Regions from separate parts of the Pan troglodytes genome. Here region 2 is linked to region 1. Evidence: chromatin contacts called from public HiChIP or PLAC-seq data. All regions are on one chromosome and are shown on one strand. The core of a region is the stretch at or near the end of the contact, and the rest is flanking DNA. Distances in the headings are between cores, read along the strand shown. Region 1 holds the start of NASP (nuclear autoantigenic sperm protein). Region 2 holds the start of HECTD3 (HECT domain E3 ubiquitin protein ligase 3).

Region 1 (3,306 bases), core at 755-3,254:
CGAGTAGCTGAGATTTCAGACGCCTGCCACCACGCCTGCCTAATTTTTGTATTTTTAGTAGAGATGGGGTTTCACCATATTGGCCAGGCTGGTCTCAAACTCCTGACCTCAGGTGATCTGCCCGCCTCGGCCTCCCAAAGTGCTGGGATTACAGGATTGAGCCACCGTGCCCGGCCTGCATCCAGCTATTTATTTTTTTTGAGATGGAGACTCACTGTCGCCCAGGCTGGAGTGTAGTAGTGCAATCTCAGCTCACTGCAACCTCCAACTCCTGGGTTCAAGTGGTTCTCTTGCCTCAGCCTCCCAAGTAGCTGGGATTACAGGAGCTTGCCACCACTCCCGGCTAATTTTTGTATTTTTAGTAGAGATGGTGTTTCACTATGTTGGCTAAGCTGGTCTCGAACTCCTGACTTCAAGTGATCCGCCTGCCTCAGCCTCCCAAAGTGCTAGGATAACAGGCACCTGCTACCACGCCCAGCCTAAAATATATTTTAAAATATATTTCTCTGAGTTCCTCAAAGGTAGAGTCCATGTCTTTTGTCCCCAGAACCTAGTACAAAGTCTTGTACCTCAAAGTTGCTCAGTGAATATTAATTTAATGGATGAATCGGTCACACCAGTAATTGCAGAGGTTTTCTCAGGCCCTAGCCCTGGCTGCAAGGACTTTGGAGAGATCTCCCCTCCCAACACCCACCATTTACCACATCATCAGACTGTGGTAGCCATTCAATGAGTGCTTAGCGTGAATTCTACACAGTGCTAATTACCTGTAATTCTCACAATGTCCTTAAGCGGTGGCTACTAATATGTCTTCATTTTACACTTAACCTTAATCCTAGCTACTCGATTACAATCCGGGTTACGTGACCTGGCTCACGTCACCTAGCTAATAATGGAAGAGCCCATGTATGTTTGCCATAGGAATTGGCATTTTCACGTCCAGCTCTCTAGCCCCAAAGATTTCAACCTCTTCGAGCCTTGACAGATTGGAATAAGAATCCTCTCCAGGAATCTTTCCCAATATGCTGGAACCTAAAGGGAAATAAAAACCCCTACTCCGATCAGCGTAGACTGGGCCATGGTGAAAAGGAATGGATGATACTCCAGGTGTGAGGAATTGCAGCTTTTTAGCCTGCCAGTTATTTTTCACTCAGCCATTTGCAGGAAATGAGGCACACTGCTTTCCATAACCGATTTGTCTTGCAACTTTCTGAACAAGTCACAGCTTCCCTTTTTTTTTTTTTTTTGAGACGGAGTCTCGCTCTGTTGCCCAGGCTGCAGTGCAGTGGCGAAATCTCGGCTCACTGCAACCTTTGCCTCCCGGGTTCAAGTGATTCTCCTGCCTTAGCCTCCCGAGTAGCTGGGATTACAGGAGCCTGCCACCACACCTGGCTAATTTTCGCATTTTTAGTAGAGACGGGGTTTCACCATGTTGGCCAGGTTGGAACCTTGGCCTATTTATTTATTTATTTTTGAGACGGAGTTTCGCTCTGTTGCCCAGGCTGGAGTGCAGTGGCGAGCTCTCGGCTCACTGCAACCTCTGCCTTCCGGGTTCTAGTATTCTCCTACCTCAGCCTCCCGAGTAGCTGGGATTACAGGCGCCCGCCACCACGCCCGGCTAATTTTTGTATTTTTTAGTAGAGACGGGGGTCTCACCATCTTGGCCAGGCTGGTCTTGAACTCCTGACCTCGTGATCCACCAGCCTAGGCCTCCCAAAGTGCTGGGATTACAGGCGTGAGCCACCGCGTCCGGCCCCTTGGTTTATTTTTCTAAGAAACAGACTAACACTGATCTCACTAGTAGCATTGTTAATATTAAACAAGATAGCTAATAGCTTTAAAGCGTCTAATCACGGTACCCCCACGAGTAGTAGTCACACAGCAAATCATAGGCAGGAGTGGACAAAAAGCGCTGGGAGCATTAATCCTGGTAGATTTGGAGTCTGGGCAGGGCCTAAGAGGATGGGATCAGCGGATTGGGCCAGCCAAAGGGGGCGGGTTCAGAGGGAGGAGCCAGCTGCCTCCCGCGGCAAGCCCCGAGCTTTGAATCAAGCGCGGTAGTTTCAGCTGTAGCCAATCCTAGAACAAAATCTTCTTGCGTCAGTTGTTGCTGAGGCCCAGATCTCACCCAGATCAGTTCTAGTCGCTGCTGCTTGTACCCGTCCTCGGCCCTTGCGTGTCCGTCCGTTACGACTCAGAGGACGGAGAGAAAGTCTAAGTCACCTTCCTCAGTATCCAGGCCGGAAGGAGACTCTCAGCTACTCGCCCTGAACATGCAGAGCAGCACTGGCTTCCCTGTCTCTGGATGCCGCAGGGGCGTCCTGTCAGGAGTTGTAGTGTCAAGATTCCAGTTCTTCTTATGCGACTTGCTGGAGAAGCAGGAAGTTGCTGTTTATCGGAGAAGTCGGGCTAGGGAGGGAAACAATCCCGCGGAGCCATATGGAGAGGGCAGGAGGTGTCTAGATAGTGGTAGGCCGGCGGGGGACGGAGAGTATGGGTGTTGAGTCCTGGCCCTTTAAACCCGAGGGGGAGGATCCGGAAGTGGATGGGCGGGGCGAAGGGTCCTCGTATATAAAAGGGCCCCGGCCGCGCGGGGTCTCTAATCTGCCATTTTCTGTCCCTGAGTGAGTCTCTGGCGTCCCAAATTGCCTGTTTTTCTCGCAGGCTCTATTCCGTTCGCTGGTTCGCCACCTCAGGGGAACGATGGCCACGGAGTCCACAGCCACTGCCGCCGTCGCCGCGGAGCTGGTTTCTGCCGACAAGTAAGCGGGACTGTGGAAAGCTTAAGGCACTGGCCAGTCCGCGGGGAGGGCTAATGGACGGGGGCTCCGGAGAAGGGGCAGACCGATGGGCGGGAGTACTTGCCTTCCCAAGAGCAGCTGTCGCTGTTCGGGAAGGCCTGGTCACTGGAGCAGTCCTTCTTTTGCTGAGAGCCTCGCGCAGCAGCGGTAACGGCGGTCGGCTGGCGCCCCCTGCCCCGCTTTTCGCGGCCGCCATCTTGCCGGGGGCAGCGGCGGCTGTATCCTTCGCCTGCCCCTCTCCTTCCTCCCCCGGCCCGGGGCGGTTGGCCGGGAGGCGGGGCCCTGGCGCGCGGGTTGGCCTTCACGCCCCTTCTGTCCCCAGCGTGTGCCTCTGGTAGAATCCCTGGATAACCCGGGAATATAACCAACGGAGATTTGGCGCCAAAAGGGAAAAAAAACCTTGCACGAGGAAGGAGGCTGGACCTGAGGGGTCGGGGTGGGCGGGGCCTTGCTGAGGGCGGGGTTTTGCGCGCGTGCGTTCCCTTTCCTCGCCGGCTCTGGGGCA
Region 2 (3,085 bases), core at 87-2,586, 570 kb before region 1:
GCTACCCAGGTTCTCATCCTCCTTGCCCAGGTGGTCATACAAGAAGTGGATCAGGTCCTCGTCGCACTCGTAGGTCCATGTCGGGGGTACATAGCTAAGCAACCCCAAGCCCCTAATTAGACTGGGCCCAGACGCAGAGCTCCTTCCTCCCCACCCCATTCCAGCTCACTCACAGTAGCCTTTGTACAGCTTCTGCGTATGCCTCTGCCGGCTGAGGTCTCGATCCCAGGCGATGTGAGTATGTCAGGTCCACCACCTGTTCCCACCTGTGGGCACAGAGTAGGGAGTGGGATGGGGAGACATCAGCGGTCAGCAAGACACTACCTCCATGCCGTGTAGCCTTTTTCAGGGCTCTATCTCCCAGTCTCCACCCGAGCCCCCTTCACGTCCCGCCCCTTTCTGTTCTTAACCCTGCCTCCGCTCCAGTATCCCACCCACCCCAGGCTGTGGCTGAAGTGTTCCCAAGCCCTCCTGGCCCGGCCTTCTGACAGCCAGCCCCGCTCCTTCAAGTGCAGTACCTGAGCACCGGCCGATAATCCACGCCAAAGAGCTGCTGCTGCCGCTGGAGGTGGTTGGGAGTGTCGATGGGTACCAGGCGGGCTCCGCCCTCCGCCGGGCGGCACACCAGCAGCCAGCCTTCCTGCAGCCCGCAGTCGCCCAGGTGCTCTGCCAGCTGCTCCTGCCGGGACGCGTAGGATGGGGACAGCCGTCAGGGAACTGCCCAGCCGCCTGTCGTGCCCAGCCCAGGGCAAAGGGCGCCGAACGCAATGCCAACTCAATACAGGGGAGGAAAGGCAAAGAGCCAGAGGTTTCTCTGGCCCCGGGGGTCTTTTACCGGGTCCTGGGCAGGGAAGAGCGCACCTTTGTCAGCTTCACCCAGAGCCCGTGGCCGTTGCACAGCTCCTCGCCCGTGGTGCGCACGCAGGCGCCGCGCCGGAGCTCAATGCCGTCGCGGGCGGCGCGGAGGGGCCCGGAGCCGGTACCGGGGGCTGGGCCTGCGGCGCCCACACGCAGCCCCAGGCCCTCTGCCTCCCACACCGGCAGAAGCACGCGCGACGGTCCCGCTGGGTCCTTGTAAAGCTTGTAGAGCACCTCTCGCGGCACGAAAGCCAGCGCTGCCGGCAGCGGCCGCCCGGCGCGGAGGCTCCGCGCGGCCTCTGCCAAGAAGCGCACGCGGCCCAGCAGCTGCCGGGGGGACTCCAGCACCGCGCCCGGGCCAGGACCCGCCATGGCGAAGTGGCGGAGGTGAGCGCCTAGAGGCGACCCTGCCCGGGGAACAGCTGGCGCGACCGCCGACAGAGCTTCCCACCACGCCCTTCCCCGCCTTTGGCCAGCCTTTGCCGTATGTTCTGGACTAAGCGCACCCCAGCTCTCACTGTATTGCACTGTGTACTCCCACACTCAACCATATTACTTATCTCTGTGCCACCCTAACCCAGCCGACCAAACCCAAGATTGGTGATTGCTACCTGATCAATCTCCCTCTCTCCATTTCCTTGTGACTACCATTTTATCTCTACTGCTACTACCCTCATTCAAGTCACCATTCTAGCTAGCCTGGGTCATTGCCAACAGTCATTTTTCTGATTCTTCGGCCTGCTGTTTTTCCTCCCACTCCCAGCGAATCTGCTGGACTCCCTATCCTATGGGTGGTGTGACTAAAGTGTTTGAGACAATGGCCCCTTCCCCTGCCACTGACAGGAGTCTTGAGTCATTAGGGTTGATTCTGTTTGTCACTCCTAATCCCAAGGACACTGGAGATCATTATTCATTTTAATGTGATTGCTGATTTCTGTTTCCCCAGTCTTGTAGCTCCTTAAAGGCCGGGGCTGTCTTGAGCAGAGCTAACCTCTGCACCTACTATAGGTCCAGGCTATAGTATGGACCTGGCTGGATAAGACTGTTGGTATCATGAGTGGGACTTGCGCCAAGCCTCCGGATACCCAGACTGTCAGATGAGAACAAATTCCTCATGTCACCCTAAGATACATTTACAGCGGAGTTTTCTTTTGGGCCTTTGTTGTTGCGTCGCTACAGCGAACTTTACGGTGAAAAAAGGTAGGGGTCCTACGGGCAGCAGCCAGGGCAGCCCTGGAGCTGTCGCTGGAGTCCGATCATGTGATCTTCAACATGGCGACGCCCTTGGTTCCCTACAGAAAGGGGCGGAGCCTGGACTGGGGGGCAGGCTCAGATTCAGGTTAAATTGCGGATTGAGCTCGCAGTTACAGACAGCTGACCATGGAAGCGAATGGGTTGGGGTGAGTTCTCCAGAGCACGCGGTGTGGCTAGCCGGGCTTCTAATTTGAGTCTTCCAACTCAGGACTCTATCCCTGTACTCCCCTTTCCCCACCCTGGAGACCTCCCAACCTGAACTCCGTTAGCTGGGATCCTGAATCCTAAAACCATGGATTTTTGAGACGTTCATCCCAGGGCCTTAATTCAAGGGATGCCTCAGGATTTCCAACCAGGATCTCTATTCTGGGACCATCAACTCTGATCCCTCTTTATCCCCCAGCCTGGGGATTTCTCAGCCCCTGAACCAGCCCAGTGACATTCCCGTTTCTGAGGCTCACTAGTTCGAAGACCCCCAAACTATCCTTAGTGGGCCTTCATTCCCTCCCCCCAGTCCCTCTGGTTGCTTCGAGCTTGGAAGAGTAGAGACTAAGTGGAGGGAAGAGGCCCCAGGGCGGGCCCTTCTGGAGTTTGTGCACCACCTGATAGGCAGAGAGGAGGCGGAACGGGCGGAAAGCCAGGGTTTGGGAGCTGGCCTGGAGGGGGTAGATAGCGGTCCTGGACTGAATCGGCCTTATGAACCCGCGCTTTCCCCAGCCTCCAGCGTAGCATACTGACACCTACCCCCACCCCCACCTGATCGCCAGACCTCAGGGTTTTCCGGAGCTGAAGAATGACACATTCCTGCGAGCAGCCTGGGGAGAGGAAACAGACTACACTCCCGTTTGGTGCATGCGCCAGGCAGGCCGTTACTTACCAGGTAAGAGTCAGGATCTGGAAATCTAGATAAAACTCCGGAGGGAGAAAAGTTTTCAAGGGGCAGGGGAGGGCTCTGGAGGGCCTCAAGGCTGAG

Evidence for each region. HiChIP or PLAC-seq counts read pairs in DNA pulled down with a chosen protein or histone mark.
Region 2: an H3K4me3 HiChIP or PLAC-seq map of stem cell-derived excitatory neurons shows a contact between it and region 1, with 7 times the contacts expected there. The contact joins the promoter of HECTD3 here to the promoter of NASP in region 1. A contact is called at or near these places in 2 of 7 Hi-C or Micro-C datasets (induced pluripotent stem cells and stem cell-derived neural progenitor cells) and 1 of 1 datasets of contacts at active chromatin or transcription factors (stem cell-derived excitatory neurons).

Annotation. Positions count from the first base shown.
Region 1 is chr1:185,382,693-185,385,998 of NHGRI_mPanTro3-v2.0_pri, reverse strand. NASP (nuclear autoantigenic sperm protein) reads left to right here and starts at 2,004. Exons shown (of 15, transcript XM_001158313.7): 1 at 2,004-2,762. The coding sequence starts at 2,704.
Region 2 is chr1:185,951,460-185,954,544 of NHGRI_mPanTro3-v2.0_pri, reverse strand. It overlaps HECTD3 (HECT domain E3 ubiquitin protein ligase 3), which reads right to left and starts at 1,336. Exons shown (of 21, transcript XM_016961571.4): 1 at 862-1,336; 2 at 519-679; 3 at 174-266; 4 at 1-94. The coding sequence starts at 1,230. UROD (uroporphyrinogen decarboxylase) reads left to right here and starts at 1,184. Exons shown (of 11, transcript XM_513127.7): 1 at 1,184-1,342; 2 at 1,805-2,258; 3 at 2,880-2,992. The coding sequence starts at 2,239.